2 separate regions of the Callithrix jacchus genome follow, and region 2 is linked to region 1. Evidence: chromatin contacts called from public Hi-C data. All regions are on one chromosome and are shown on one strand. Each heading gives the region's core, a stretch centred on a gene start, on an enhancer-like site or on the middle of the called end of the contact. The rest is flanking DNA. Distances are from core to core; before and after follow the strand shown. Region 1 overlaps PPP1R12B (protein phosphatase 1 regulatory subunit 12B). Region 2 holds the start of SYT2 (synaptotagmin 2).

What was found. Hi-C and Micro-C count contacts between places; a contact is called where the count stands out from the background.
Region 2: a contact with region 1 is called in a Hi-C map of induced pluripotent stem cells, with 2.5 times the contacts expected there. The contact joins the promoter of SYT2 here to the enhancer-like site in region 1. A contact is called at or near these places in 3 of 3 Hi-C or Micro-C datasets (induced pluripotent stem cells and skeletal muscle).

What each region holds. Positions count from the first base shown.
Region 1 is chr19:29,485,178-29,491,655 of calJac240_pri, reverse strand. All of the region lies in intron 13 of PPP1R12B (protein phosphatase 1 regulatory subunit 12B), which reads right to left. Among named protein-coding and RNA genes, the nearest start is that of PPP1R12B, 110 kb to the right of the region's middle. Within about 2 kb of position 2,470, at least 4 of the 16 cell types and tissues checked have an H3K27ac peak or open chromatin away from gene starts, as enhancers often do. A contact at or near this core is called in skeletal muscle, where this site is marked.
Region 2 is chr19:29,740,746-29,746,793 of calJac240_pri, reverse strand. SYT2 (synaptotagmin 2) reads left to right here and starts at 3,017. Exons shown (of 9, transcript XM_035281046.3): 1 at 3,017-3,212. LOC118149512 (a long non-coding RNA gene) reads right to left here and starts at 4,693. Exons shown (of 3, transcript XR_004737037.3): 1 at 4,407-4,693.

The DNA of each region.
Region 1 (6,478 bases), core at 1,221-3,720:
CCAGGGAACTTTATAGCTTGTACCTGCTGCTCTTGTGTGAAGGAGTGCCAGAGCAGAAGCACACAAAGGGACTTCAGATGCCAAAAAATATCTGCATTCTTTATATTAAAACATTTAAATGGAATGGGATAGATTGGCTCATCTGAAAACTGATCCAAACACAAAACAGGGTCTTTGGTAGCTTTACACTCAAGTAGATCAACAGACATTCTTCTGCTGCCCTCTTATGGGCATAGAAGATCACTACACATGAGCTTATTTTCATTTGAGAAATAATTTTATTCAGTGAACATTTATCCATCATCTTCTATTAGGCTCTGTGGTGTGAAGAAAACCCAATTTAAAAGCACCCTCAAAAAGCTCCCAATGTAGTAATGAAAAACAACAACATACCATTTAATTAATTAGTAAACAGATCCTAAAACAGTGTTACACACACACAAAAAAAAGCAATGAAGACAGAATACTAGTTTTAGGCTGGGGCTCAGGTGTAGCAGGGTAGTCCCACAGTAGATTTTAATTTGAAGGAGTTCTTATGGTAGGAATACAATTTTGTTAGGCAGAGAAGGTGAGAAGAAGCTACACCAGAAAGAAGGTCACGCGTGGACAAGGGAAGAGGGTCATGAAAGTAAAACGTACAGGAAATAGGCCTGATCTTTCTACCTGAGTAAAGTGACGCAATTTCCAGGAAGAAGAGTTGAGAGAAAGGGATAAGAAAACTAGAGAAAAAGATAGTCCTGGGTAGGCTGAATTCAGAGTTTGGTGAGTATTCTCTCTGCAGGGCTGAAATAAACTAATCATCAGCAGGATTTTCTATATTGCCTGACTCAGTATATGTTTGAATTCTGTCCAGAAATTGGTCCTCTGAACAAGATCAATTAGAAAACTTCTCACATACATGGAAAAACATCAACTTCCATTAATATTCAATCTGATTGTACAGTGTGTAGTAAACAACTTTTACTCATACCTGATGGAACTAGTCTCTTCATTTTTTAATTTCAAAGGCCAACTCAAGTTGTAATCTGTCCCTTCACCTATGTAAACCAGCTTCTTTCTGTAATTGCCCTAAATATCCAATAATGCTTTTTTTCTGTTTTACTTATTAAAAGATGTATTACGTAATATTTAAGGCAAACAAAAAAGATATAAAGAATAATAGAACCATCACCTGTGTCTTACCATCTAACTTAAGAATAATAGTGCCAATTCCAGTTTCTTAAAAAGAGAAGCATATGCCAGGCGCAGTGGCTCACGCCTGTAATCCCAGCACTCTGGGAGGCTGAGGTGGGCAGATCACCAGGTCAGGAGTTTGAGACCAGCCTGACCAACATAGTGAAACCCCATTTCTACTAAAAATAGAAAAATTAGCCAGGCATGGTGGTAGGCACATATAATCCCAGCTACTCAGGAGGCTGAGGCAGGAGAATTGCTTGAACCCTGGAGGCAGAGGTTGCAGTGAGCTGAAATCATGCCACTGCATTCCAGCCTGGGGAACAGAGCAAGACTCTGCCTCAAAAAAAAAAAAAAAAAAGACAAGCATGTTTCTACTTCTTGAAACTCTTAATTGTCCTCTGCTACCCTAATATTCTGGTACCCTGATCTTTATTAGTCAGTGCACATGTTTAAATTCACTAGGAATATGAAGAAATGATATTTCTAGAGAAGTTCCAAACTGGTTATATCTTATTCTTACCACTTGCCTTCTCCCCCTTTTCAAACCATACCACGAAATCAATGTATGCAACCAAGCCAGTTTCCCAAAGAAGCATGCAACTAGGACATTAAAGCTATCAAAGGAAGAAATTTTACCTGCTGCTTCTGACATTCCATGCCCAGCACTTGATGTCTCAACTGGCACACACTCTGTGTTAGCCTCCAAACACAGAGAATGCTAGTCAACTACAGCAGAGGCTTGTCTCAATACCCCAGAACACCCAGATCAACTTCCTGTGCCTCTGATTTCCATAAAACCAGGAATAGCAAGGAACTCTACTGCCAGATCAAATCGTTCCAGGTGAGAGGTCAAGCGACCTCAAACACACCCTGCCACACACCTGTGCAGCAACTTTCCCAGAAGCCCAATTTTCAACAAACGGGTGGCCACTCCTCTGGCTGTCCTTCCCTAGTAAACACCAGAGCCCATTTTATGAGATTGTACCAGCAACTGTCTTTTCCTAACATTGGAAAACTGCTAAAAGAGAAGGGAAGGTTGAATGAGGGCTCAAAATTCTGGTCCCTCCTACATGTCACCAGTATTCACAGCTCTGAAAAAAGAACCACTTTATCAGAAGATTAACCGCAAAAACATGGCTGATAAGGGCTTTGAGTAGCAGGTGTTAGGTGACTGTGTCTTCACTCTAAATGGCTGGGAATTGGGATAGAACTACCAGAGGTTCTGCTACAGAAGGAAATCCATTCTTGTCCTTTCTTCTAAATGCACGTGTCCTGAGGGGGAGGGGGAAACACTTTAAGCTACTCCTGAACTGTTAAGAGGTGGGCTGAGAAACTGCATGACGAATGCCCTTGTCTCTGGAAAATGAAGTGAGATGGTGTTGGCAACAGCCATGTTTAGCAACAGAAATAGGGAAAAAAGAAAACAGACTCTTATTCAAGGTTCTAAATCTCATTGCTTTAACTCTTAGTAGACACTATTCAGGCCTTCCTTTCCAGAACTGTTTGGTGGAGCTAAATAGTACTGTTATTTTTAAACACCTTTACTGAGACATAATTCATATACCCATTAGGTGTATCATTTAAAGATTTTTAGTATATTCAGAGTTATGCAATCATCACTATAACCGATTTTAAAACATTCTCAACATAGTATCAAAAGTATCCACTACTGCATAGTATGGAGTATACTTTTTTGGGAGACAACAGAAATTGACTTCACTAACTTAGCCAGGAAAGGAATCTGTGGGAGGGAATTACTAGTATTTTTAACATAAAGAATATCATTGGGATAGGAGGCCCAGGCTCTAACTCTCCTGCAAGGGTCAACTGCTACCATTATCACATTTAGCTCACTAGTTGTTGCCTCAAATAAATGTTCAAGTGCTTAGATTCCTGGACACCACTTGGTGAGGGGAGAAAAGGCATAAGAAGGTACCTGTGTATGGCTGCCACTTACTGTGTCACCACAGTGGAGATTTTCCCTTAGAGTTGCAGAAAATAATGTATGGCATTGTAAATAATTGGCAAAGAGATCAGAGGTGGTACAAGCGAGCTTACATTTAAAAATTAAGTCTCCTAAACTTGAGATATGGAATCCCTATATAGCATATAGGTTTTAAAAATTAAATAAATAAAACAACCTAAAATCTAAAATGTTATTAATATTTAGCATTTTATGGTAGATCTTATTTCCAAATGTGTATTAGCTCTGAAGACACATGGATCTTAATGAAAGTCATAAAAGTATTTCACTGGTAATGACATAAATAATTGTCACATATATCTCTAAGTTGTTTTGTAGTTTGCAAAGTACTTTCACATAGTCTGTCTCATTTGATCCTCATAATAGCTCCATTAGATGGGTTTGGGAAAATCAAGTTACTCATAAATTTTTTTTTTTTTGAGATGGAGTCTTACTCTGTCGCCAGGTTGGAGTGCAGTGGCGCAATCTCGGCTCACTGCAACCTCCGCCTGGGTTCAAGTGATTCTTCCGCCTCAGCCTCCCGAGTAGCTGGGACCACAGGCGTGTGCTACCACGCCTGGCTAATTTTTGTATTTTTAGTAGAGACGGGGTTTCACCATGGCCAGGATGGTCTCGATCTCTTGACCTTGTGATCCGCCCGCCTCGGCCTCCCAAAGCGCTGGGATTACAGGCATGAGCCACCACGCCCGGCCACTCATAAGTTATTTTAAATCCTCATATATATACAAACAAGGTAAGCATTATCTCTTTTTTACATCTGAGGAAAGAGTCAGAAAGGAAACTCACACACACAAAAATCACACAAATAAGAGGCTGAACTGGATTCTATTTTTTTTTTTTTAAGAGCTGGGGGTCTTACTATATTACCCAGGCTGGTCTTGAGTTCCTGGCATCAAGTGATCCTCCTGCCTCAGCCTCCTCAGTAGCTGGAATTACAGGTGTCAGCCACCAGGCCCCATTTGAACTGAAACTCAGAAATCAATCCTGTGCATTTCCCACTAAGTCCAGCCATTCACAGTTATCTAGGGGTAGCCTCGTCTCTTAGGGAGCAACATATCATAATTATTGTTTCAAAGAGACATATTCTGAAAAAAAAATTACATAGAGGTGCCATGACACTGGAAACTGTTTGTAAGGTATATTCAGTCTGGTGAAGCCTCTTGTCATTCTGCTACCTAAGGATTAGAGCCAAAGCACTAAAAGGATTTCCTTTTTTCTTTCTATACCAGAATTTTTGAGAGTCCCACAGCATAATCCTAATTATATAAGCAATCCAGAGACCTCCAGAATGGTAATATAGTAGAAAATGTACCCACTGCTACACATGTTTCACTTTCTTCCTGTTCAATATTCATACTCAGGAAAAGAGCTTATTTATATCAGTAGAGAAAAAACTTGCTAGAGGCAGCATGGCTGCAGACTTTTAGGTAACTAATCATTTAGAACAAAAATGGAGAAAGATTGGAGTCATCTGTGGAACCTCTTTTCTAGAGTACCTTTTTGAATTGACAACTGTCCGTCTTTAGCTTGGACACAGAGGAACAAATCAAATTACTTTTAAAAACCATAACTCAGAGTTTAAATTCTTGATTTAAATTTTGAACATTCCAAAGATGATGCCAAGTTAATCTGCTGACAGCTTCACACTAGTAGGTATAACTACCTACCTTATAAAGACCTAGGGCCGGGCGCAGTGGCTCAAGCCTATAATCCCAGCACTTTGGGAGGCCGAGGCGGGCGGATCACGAGGTCAAGAGATCAAGACCATCCTGGTCAACAAGGTGAAGCCCCGTCTCTACTAAAAATACAAAAATTAGCTGGGCATGGTGGCGCATGCCTGTAGTTCCAACTACTTGGGAGGCTGAGGCAGGAGAATTGCTTGAACCCAGGAGGTGGAGGTTGTGGTGAGCCGAGATTGCGCCATTGCACTCCAGCCTGGGTAACAAGAGCGAAACTCCGTCTAGGGACTGAAGAAGGCCAGTAAGTATGGTATATATGACCCAGCCAGTACTCACTGTATGTGACCAAGCGAAGCAGAATCATATATAATGTGAGCTATTTGGGAGAGACAATTTTAGCTTATTGTGGAGAAAAATTATTTTTTACCATTCTACAAAGAAAAGAGCACCCATAAAAAAGACATAAAATTCAGGGTTGGGTGAAAGAGAAAAAGATAAACGAGTAACAAGAGAATCAAAGGCAGACACTATCAGACTCTAATATTAGCAATGGGAATTGTTTACATTTTGTTGCTAAGGAAAACTTGGGGCTTTGGAAAATGAACCCAACCACTACACTATTGTGACAGCTGCTGTCTGGCCCTGGTATTCCTGCAGAGCTATGTGCCAACAGCTTGCCACTTGCCATTTCTACCCTGTCAAATCAGTCTCTTTATAATCAGATGACCTTGTTGGTTTCTACAGTTCTCACAAGCAATCCAAAGACTGAATAGCAGTTATCAAAATGCCATGAAGATAGAGACTGTTGCATTCTGAGCTGTGGCTAGCCCCTGAATCAAAATCTTTATTCTGAATGGATAATACTCAAATTCAAAAGAATAGTCAGTGAATTCAACAAGGAGAAAAAGAAGGCCTAGGTGATGGTCTGCATTCTACCTCTGACTCAAAGTGTCATATTAAGCAAATGACTCTATGCTCTTAGGGCCTCAGCATTCCCATTTATAAAATAGGGAGCATATATTCTATTCCTTTCCATCATGTAAAGAGAATACGTTTAAACACACTTGAGCTTTTCAGTGGGGGGGAAAAAGGAACTTCACAAATCCAAGATTATGCCCTTCTTAAAAGGAATAAACTGTTTTACAAGTTCTGTCCTTAGTTATGTATGCAAACCCGTAAATTATCTAGAATCCTGTAAACCTTGAATCTCTATTATGTTTACTCTTCAATGATCATGGACTTCTTCACAGACTTACATCATAAGAAAGACTGTTGTCACTATAATTAATTTTCCTTCATGCCCTCCTGCTCCCTCTGCCCCATTATAACAGTAATCCTTTATCACTCTGGGACTTTGGAAAATACAAAAATAAAAATTAAAAGTATCCATAATACTCTCAAAAATCCAGTATTAACATTTCCATGTTTATTACTATTTGGCATCACATTGTATTCCTTTATATCTAGCTTTGTTCATTTAGCAACATATGTGTAGTTAACAAACGAGTAAAGAACTGTTAGCACAAGGGTGTAAAGCTGAGGCTGATCACTGGTCAGTTGGTATGCACATACTCACTTATCCCCACTTAAGATAAAACAGTCTCAGAAAAGGAGAGCCAGCTGTGCAACTTAATGGTAA
Region 2 (6,048 bases), core at 1,768-4,267, 250 kb before region 1:
TCAGATTAGAAGAAGAAAACCAAGACCTTTAGTGATAGAAATTGCATGTAAGTCTTAAAAACCATTTACTCAATTACAACCAGCGAAGCAGGCGTGTTTCAGAGGAGAATTTGGTCATTGTTTGCTTAATTGTCAGGAACAATACCAACTGCTCAGGAAAAATAATATGGGTATGAGCAGGAGGTGGGAGGACAGAACAACAGCTTTCTGAAGGAGGGTTTGTTTCTGTGTGTGTCAAGACAAAGCAGGAAATGGGAGCGAGCCAGGGCCAGCAGTGATAAAGACTCGCTCTCCTGTCCCAGCTTGTTTCTGTTTACTCTAAGGAAGATAGCAGAGCTTGGAACAACTTTGCAAGGATGAAAACCTGACCAGAAGCAGCAGGGGAACAATCCATGTGTGAGGTAGTACAAGTGTCAGTGGACCTATGATCAAGGATGGACGAAAATGGAATTCTTCAAGCAGAAGGTGGGTGGCAGGCAGGAAAAAGGTAGAGTGGCTGCTTTCAGTCCCCAGTGAAAGCTGTGATGGGGGCAAGATGCTGCAGTTCCCTGCTCTTTCCTCTCTCCTCCATAAAAGAAACAGAAAATGAAACCACCAGGAAGCACACTATTCAGCAGAAAGTGGTAAAACAATGTAATTGAGGGAGTTGTAGACTTTCTTCCTAAATAACTCTCAGTGTTAGCCCTCCCCTACCTTCTGTGGGTTCAAAATGATCTTGCGTGGAAACAGAGGGATTGCCCTGATGGTCCTGGATGGGCATGCAATTTAGTGATGTTGATCTAAGATCCAGAGGCTCACTTTCTACAATGTTGAACAGTTGAAAAGCAAAGTATCTAATAATAGGCTGGGTGTGGAGGGGGTGGATGTCTTTTCCATTCTTTCCTCTTCCAGCTCCTGAAGCCTGGGGGAATAAACAAGAGGGATGCGGAGCTCCTGATTAGGTTTGTAACCCAGACACCACTGGTCCTGATGAATTAAAAGAACATTAAAGCCGTAGCCAGGGACACCACATTTTTCATTTAACCAAATTGATTGCAGCACTGACTCTCCTAATAGCCTAGGAAGGCAGGCTGGCTTCCTCTGATGTGCTTAGGAGAAGCTGGGGCGGCAGTTGACACAGGGCTTTGATCAGAACAATAAGCAGCTAAGTCTGTTGTGGTGGAAGAGTTGAAGCGCATCAGGCCAGTTCGCTAAGCTTGATTTTTTTCGAGGAGGCTGCAGCCCTCGTCAATATGGGGAGGAGGAAGGAGCAAATAGAGTCAGCCCCTTTGGGGAAGCAACAAGTCCTGGAACACACCTGGCTAAGGGTGTGGGCGGTGGGTACTCTCTTTGAATGTGAAGGTCTCATTCCTAGTCCATTGTAACTTGGCTCCCCACTTTCTCCACTGCCCTTGTTAGGGCTGCTCCACAGGAGAGTGGGAAGGACATCTCTGCCTCAGGGGCTATGGGCACAGCTTCAGTGTCATTGGGGGCTACCAGAGGTCTTCCCGGACCTCTTTCGTAACGTCCACTGAGGTAGCAACCACTTGCTGCCTTGCTCTCAGGCAAGCCAAACTGGGGATAGTCTCCAGCTGGGGATGGTCTGCCAGTAACACCTGGTATTATTGGCACAGTGATCTTGAAAAGCACCCTCCACTGCCTCTTGTCTCTCCCAAGGTGGAATCCCACTTGTTCTTTGCATGTCTTCGTAATACATTCATTGCACCTCTCACTCAGCAAGTATGTATCGGAGACTGACCTCAGGCCATGTACTGTTTTGTACCCAAAAGAGAGGCAGGATGCTACAGTGCTATTATAAAAGTTAACTCCAGGCCAGGTGCAGTGGCTCACACCTGTAATCCCAGCACTTTAAGAGGCTGAGGCAGGTGGATCCCTTGAGATCAGGAGTTCAAGACCAGCCTGGCCAAACAGCGAAACTCCATCTGTACTAAGAATACAAAAATTAGCCGGGTGTGGTGGTGCATGTCTGTAATCCCAGCTGCTCTGGAGGCTGAGGCAAGAGAATCGCTTGAACCCAGGGGGCAGAGGTTGTGGTGAGCCGAGAGGACGCCACTGCACACTGCACTCCAGCCTGGGAAAGGGAGTGAGACTCATCTCAACAAAACAAAAACAAAGTTAACTTCAAAAGAATTAAAGTGGATATTCAAATTGTGCTGTAAGGAAGTCCTGCTGCTGCCCTGGCAGCTCCTGGGTAGGTTAGGAAGGCCTCCACTTTGCCCTTGCCACCCTTCTCTTTCTCCCAGGCTCTTCCGAAATGCCACCACTTACTGTCTGCAGCTCCTTGGCCCAACGCACCATTCAGGGATTGTTTCCCCACCTGCAAATTGCCCAGCCATAATGCCCAGCTTAAAGGGATGTCTCACACATTAGGCAAACTAACACGTGTGAATGCCCTGATTTTAATAACCAGTAGCGTCCTCCTTTCCTTCCTACTGCCTTCCAGCTCTTCTCTCCTTGCCACCTTGCAGTTCTTCCTCTCCCCTCTGCCGCTCTGTTTCCATAGGCCCCAGGCGCCATCTCCCAAGCATCCTCCTCTCTTTCTCACCCATCCTTTAGGCTCAGAAGCCCACATTATCCAGGTGGCCACTCTAGGTAGCGATGACCTAAGTGGGAAGGGGAGGAGGGAGGCTAGGGGCTCAGGGCTCCCAAAATGGCTATGAGGCCGGGGGGCTCCTGAACCCAATAATTTAATCTTGAGCTGCAGTGGGTTCGGGAAGTTGGGGAGAAAGTGGCTCGAAAGGAGACCGGCCCTCTGGGGTAGGGAGGATGGAGCCTCTTTCCAGTCCATCTTCCTGCCGGGGAAGCCGCCTCCTTGACCTTGAATAGGAGGCGGGGACGCCGAACGCCTAGGGGGCTGCGGAGAGAGGACCCGTCCCTGGGGGCAGGCCCGCCCACGCCTCCTCCGGGCCTCCTCCGCCTTGGTTCCCGCCCTCCCGCGCCGCTCGGTCTCCTCCCCTCACTGCAGCGCTCGCCGCGCGCGCCCATCGATCAGGCCCCCTCCCTCCGCCGCCTCGGCGCAGACTGCTAAGCTCAGCAAGTCTTGCGGCAAAGGCACTTCGAAGCCGAGTTGGGGCAGCGGCGGAGCGGGGACTCCGCGTCCCAGGGGAACGGGCGCACCTGCGAAGCTGTCGCCAGCGCCGCGTCCTTGCGGCCCGACGCCCCCTCACCTCGGGGACCCCTGGTCTCTATTGCCTCCTTCGGGTCGCCCTCCGGTAAGTCCACAGCCGTGCCGGTGGGGCACGGACCTCCCTCCAAAGTTTCTCCTCTCCTGCCGCTGCGTCGAGGGCAACGGGTGGTCCGGCTCCCGGGAGGTGAGTGACGCTGGGGAAGTTTGAGGCCGAGGGGCCGGTAGTCCGCACCGTCCTTTGGGGGAGTTTGAACGCGTCCAGATGGAAGGTTCGTCTGGGGGAGCCGGACCTGAAGGGCGGGGAGCTTCTCTGCGGGACTGGGACTGGGACTGGGACTGGGGGCGGGGGGACAGATTTCCTTCCGCCGTCTCCCCGCGAGTTGCTGCAGAGAGGGGCGGGCCACGCGTCCCCCGCAACCCCCGGCTGTGCACCCTCGCCCCTCTTTCCTGTCCCTGGGACCCCCCGGCCCGCCCCATTGGTCTCCAAGGAAGGTTCTTTTGCCCCAGTCTCAAACTGCGGGACCCCTGGCACCGCCGTCGTGGGAGGTTGGGGTGAGGGGTGGTCTGGGCGCTGGGAGCCGGAGACCCTGGGTCAGGGAGAGGTTGGGGACACGGATCGCGGGGCCATTTGGAGGCGACGGGCACGAGGAGCTGGGGCCCGGGCCCGAGAGGGGGATGGAGGCGCCCTCTCCTCTCTCCAAATCTCATGACTCAGCACGACCTAGGACGCCCCGTCCCTGCTTCAGCTCTGTCCCCAGGGCTGGGCTGGCAGCCTGGCGGGTGCTCACAGACCGACTCCCCTTTCTAGACTCTTCCATGTAGCTTTCCCATTTGGGGTTCCCCCTTTCCCTGCCTATGTTCCTTTCCCCATCTCTGAGGCACAGAGCTTTTAATTTTCAACTAAAAAGAGGAGCTTTATCGTTTCCCATCCCACTAAGCCAGGCCCCCTCCGCCTATCTCCTTTTCCCTTTTCATCTCCACATTCCACAGGTGCCTCCAGCACACCCCTAGCCCCCAGCTCGTGTGGGGTCTCTCCTGGCAGCGCACCGTCCTCCCCCACCCCCAGCTGAGGTGGTGGTGTAGGTGCTCTCCCCGCAGCAGCGGAAGGAAGGGAGTGCAAGGACAGAAGAGGCCTGGCCCAGGAGGGGCCGCCGCAGTGGGGAGGGAAGGGCAGACGCCCCGGTGAGCAGGTAGCCCAGGTTGGGTTGGGGTATGAGGAGAGGAAGTCCTTAGGATCTGGGGGCGTTGAGGAAGCCAGAAAGGCCAACTGGGGTCTGACCTGGAAAGCAGAAGAGTGCCCTTCTCTCTCTTCCCTACTGCTGCTGCCCTGAGAGGCCTCTCCCAGGTGGAGTAGATTGTCCTCCATCCAATCCAGCCAGCTCTCCATCAGCTGGCACTTCATTAGAGGGGTTGACAGTGAGAAGCAGGGAAGCCCTTAATCCTTTCAACCATCTCTCCCTACACAGGACCAAGTCCAGCTTTGGGGCTACTAGAAACATCTCTGTGACCAGCAGAGATGCTGAAAAAAAATAGCCATGCCCAATGACCCTAGGCAGGCCGAGGGGTAGGTGGGAGGGGGCATGGTGGCTCTGATGCAGTGGGACGTGCCTGGCGTCCTGGTCCTTTGGAACAAGAGCGGTGGCCTGGCAGGCACTGCAAGCTGCAGCATATGTCAGGGCCCTGGGGGTGAGTCAGCGTCAGGGGTCCAGCCAGACACACTGCGCCTAGGGAGTCCAGCTCCAACCCAGCTCCTCCCATGCCCCTGGGGAATGGCCAGTGCCCACTGAACCCTGACTCCTGGACTCCTTTCCCTCTGGGTGGCCGCCTCCACTCGGCTTGGCTGCCAGGCAGATCCCTGGCTTCACCCTCTAGGACTCCCCCCAGAGGGCTGGCTTTTTCTGGGGACTTCTCGGGCTTAATCCTTACCTTCTCCCCTTGTTTTGCCAAAGGAGGAGCTAGGGAGCTTCGGGAAAGCTGAGGAGAGGGAGGCAGAGGAAAGTGTCTAGGTTATAGTCTCACAGAGACCTGGCCCACTGTGCCCTGGAGGAAGAGAGACCAGACCACTCTGCCGTGAGTCAGTTTCATTCTGCAGTCCAGGAGCTTGTATCCAGGCAGCCTGGGTTTTCTTTTTGGGGAAGGGGTGATTATGCAAGAACATTTCTTTTGCAGCTTTGGGGTCTGACATCTGCAGAACAGGACCAGGGAAAGCAAGACGGGTTGGTGTTTGTAAACATTGACCTTTTGCCCAGAGAAGCTTGCAATTGGCTTCAAATTAGGACTGAAGCTGGTTTCACACTGGGCAAAGCATGTACCTTGCTGAAGACCTTGCAGGGCTGCGGAGACCCTTTCTGGAGCTGGATCTGGGCTGTCTTGCCCTCACACTGCAGCTAGAGCTCGTTCTATTCCTTCTTCCTCAGGCAGCTTCCAGGCAGGTGTGACAGGGCTGTCCCTGAAACTGCAGAGACCTGGCGGGGGTGGGTGAGTTTTGGAGGTGGCTGGAGAAGCCTCTTCCCTGCCCCCCCCAACCCCTGGGGACCAGGCCACCCCAGTGTTCCCCATCCCCTAGGCAAGCCTGACCTCTAGTCATTCATTCTTCCTCCATCTGAACTTTGTCCTATCTCAATGGGGTCTCCTTTTCCTTCCCAGTTTGGCCCGTGCAGCCCTCTCAGGGGAGAGTAGATAAAGGGGCACTGAGGACTCTGGAAGCAGGGGGATAGGGCAATGAAGACACAGTGGGAGGAGGCTAGGGTTCATTTGGCTGGAAGAATGGCCGTCATTCCCTTCCCTAGACAGAAACATCCTCATGGACGAATTAAGGCTGCAGATGAGTAGAAACACTACTTCACTTGGGATTCACTCTGTGAACTTTCCTGATCTAGGCAAGTTCGAGCTGGAGCCAGACATCACTGAAGGTGGTGGGG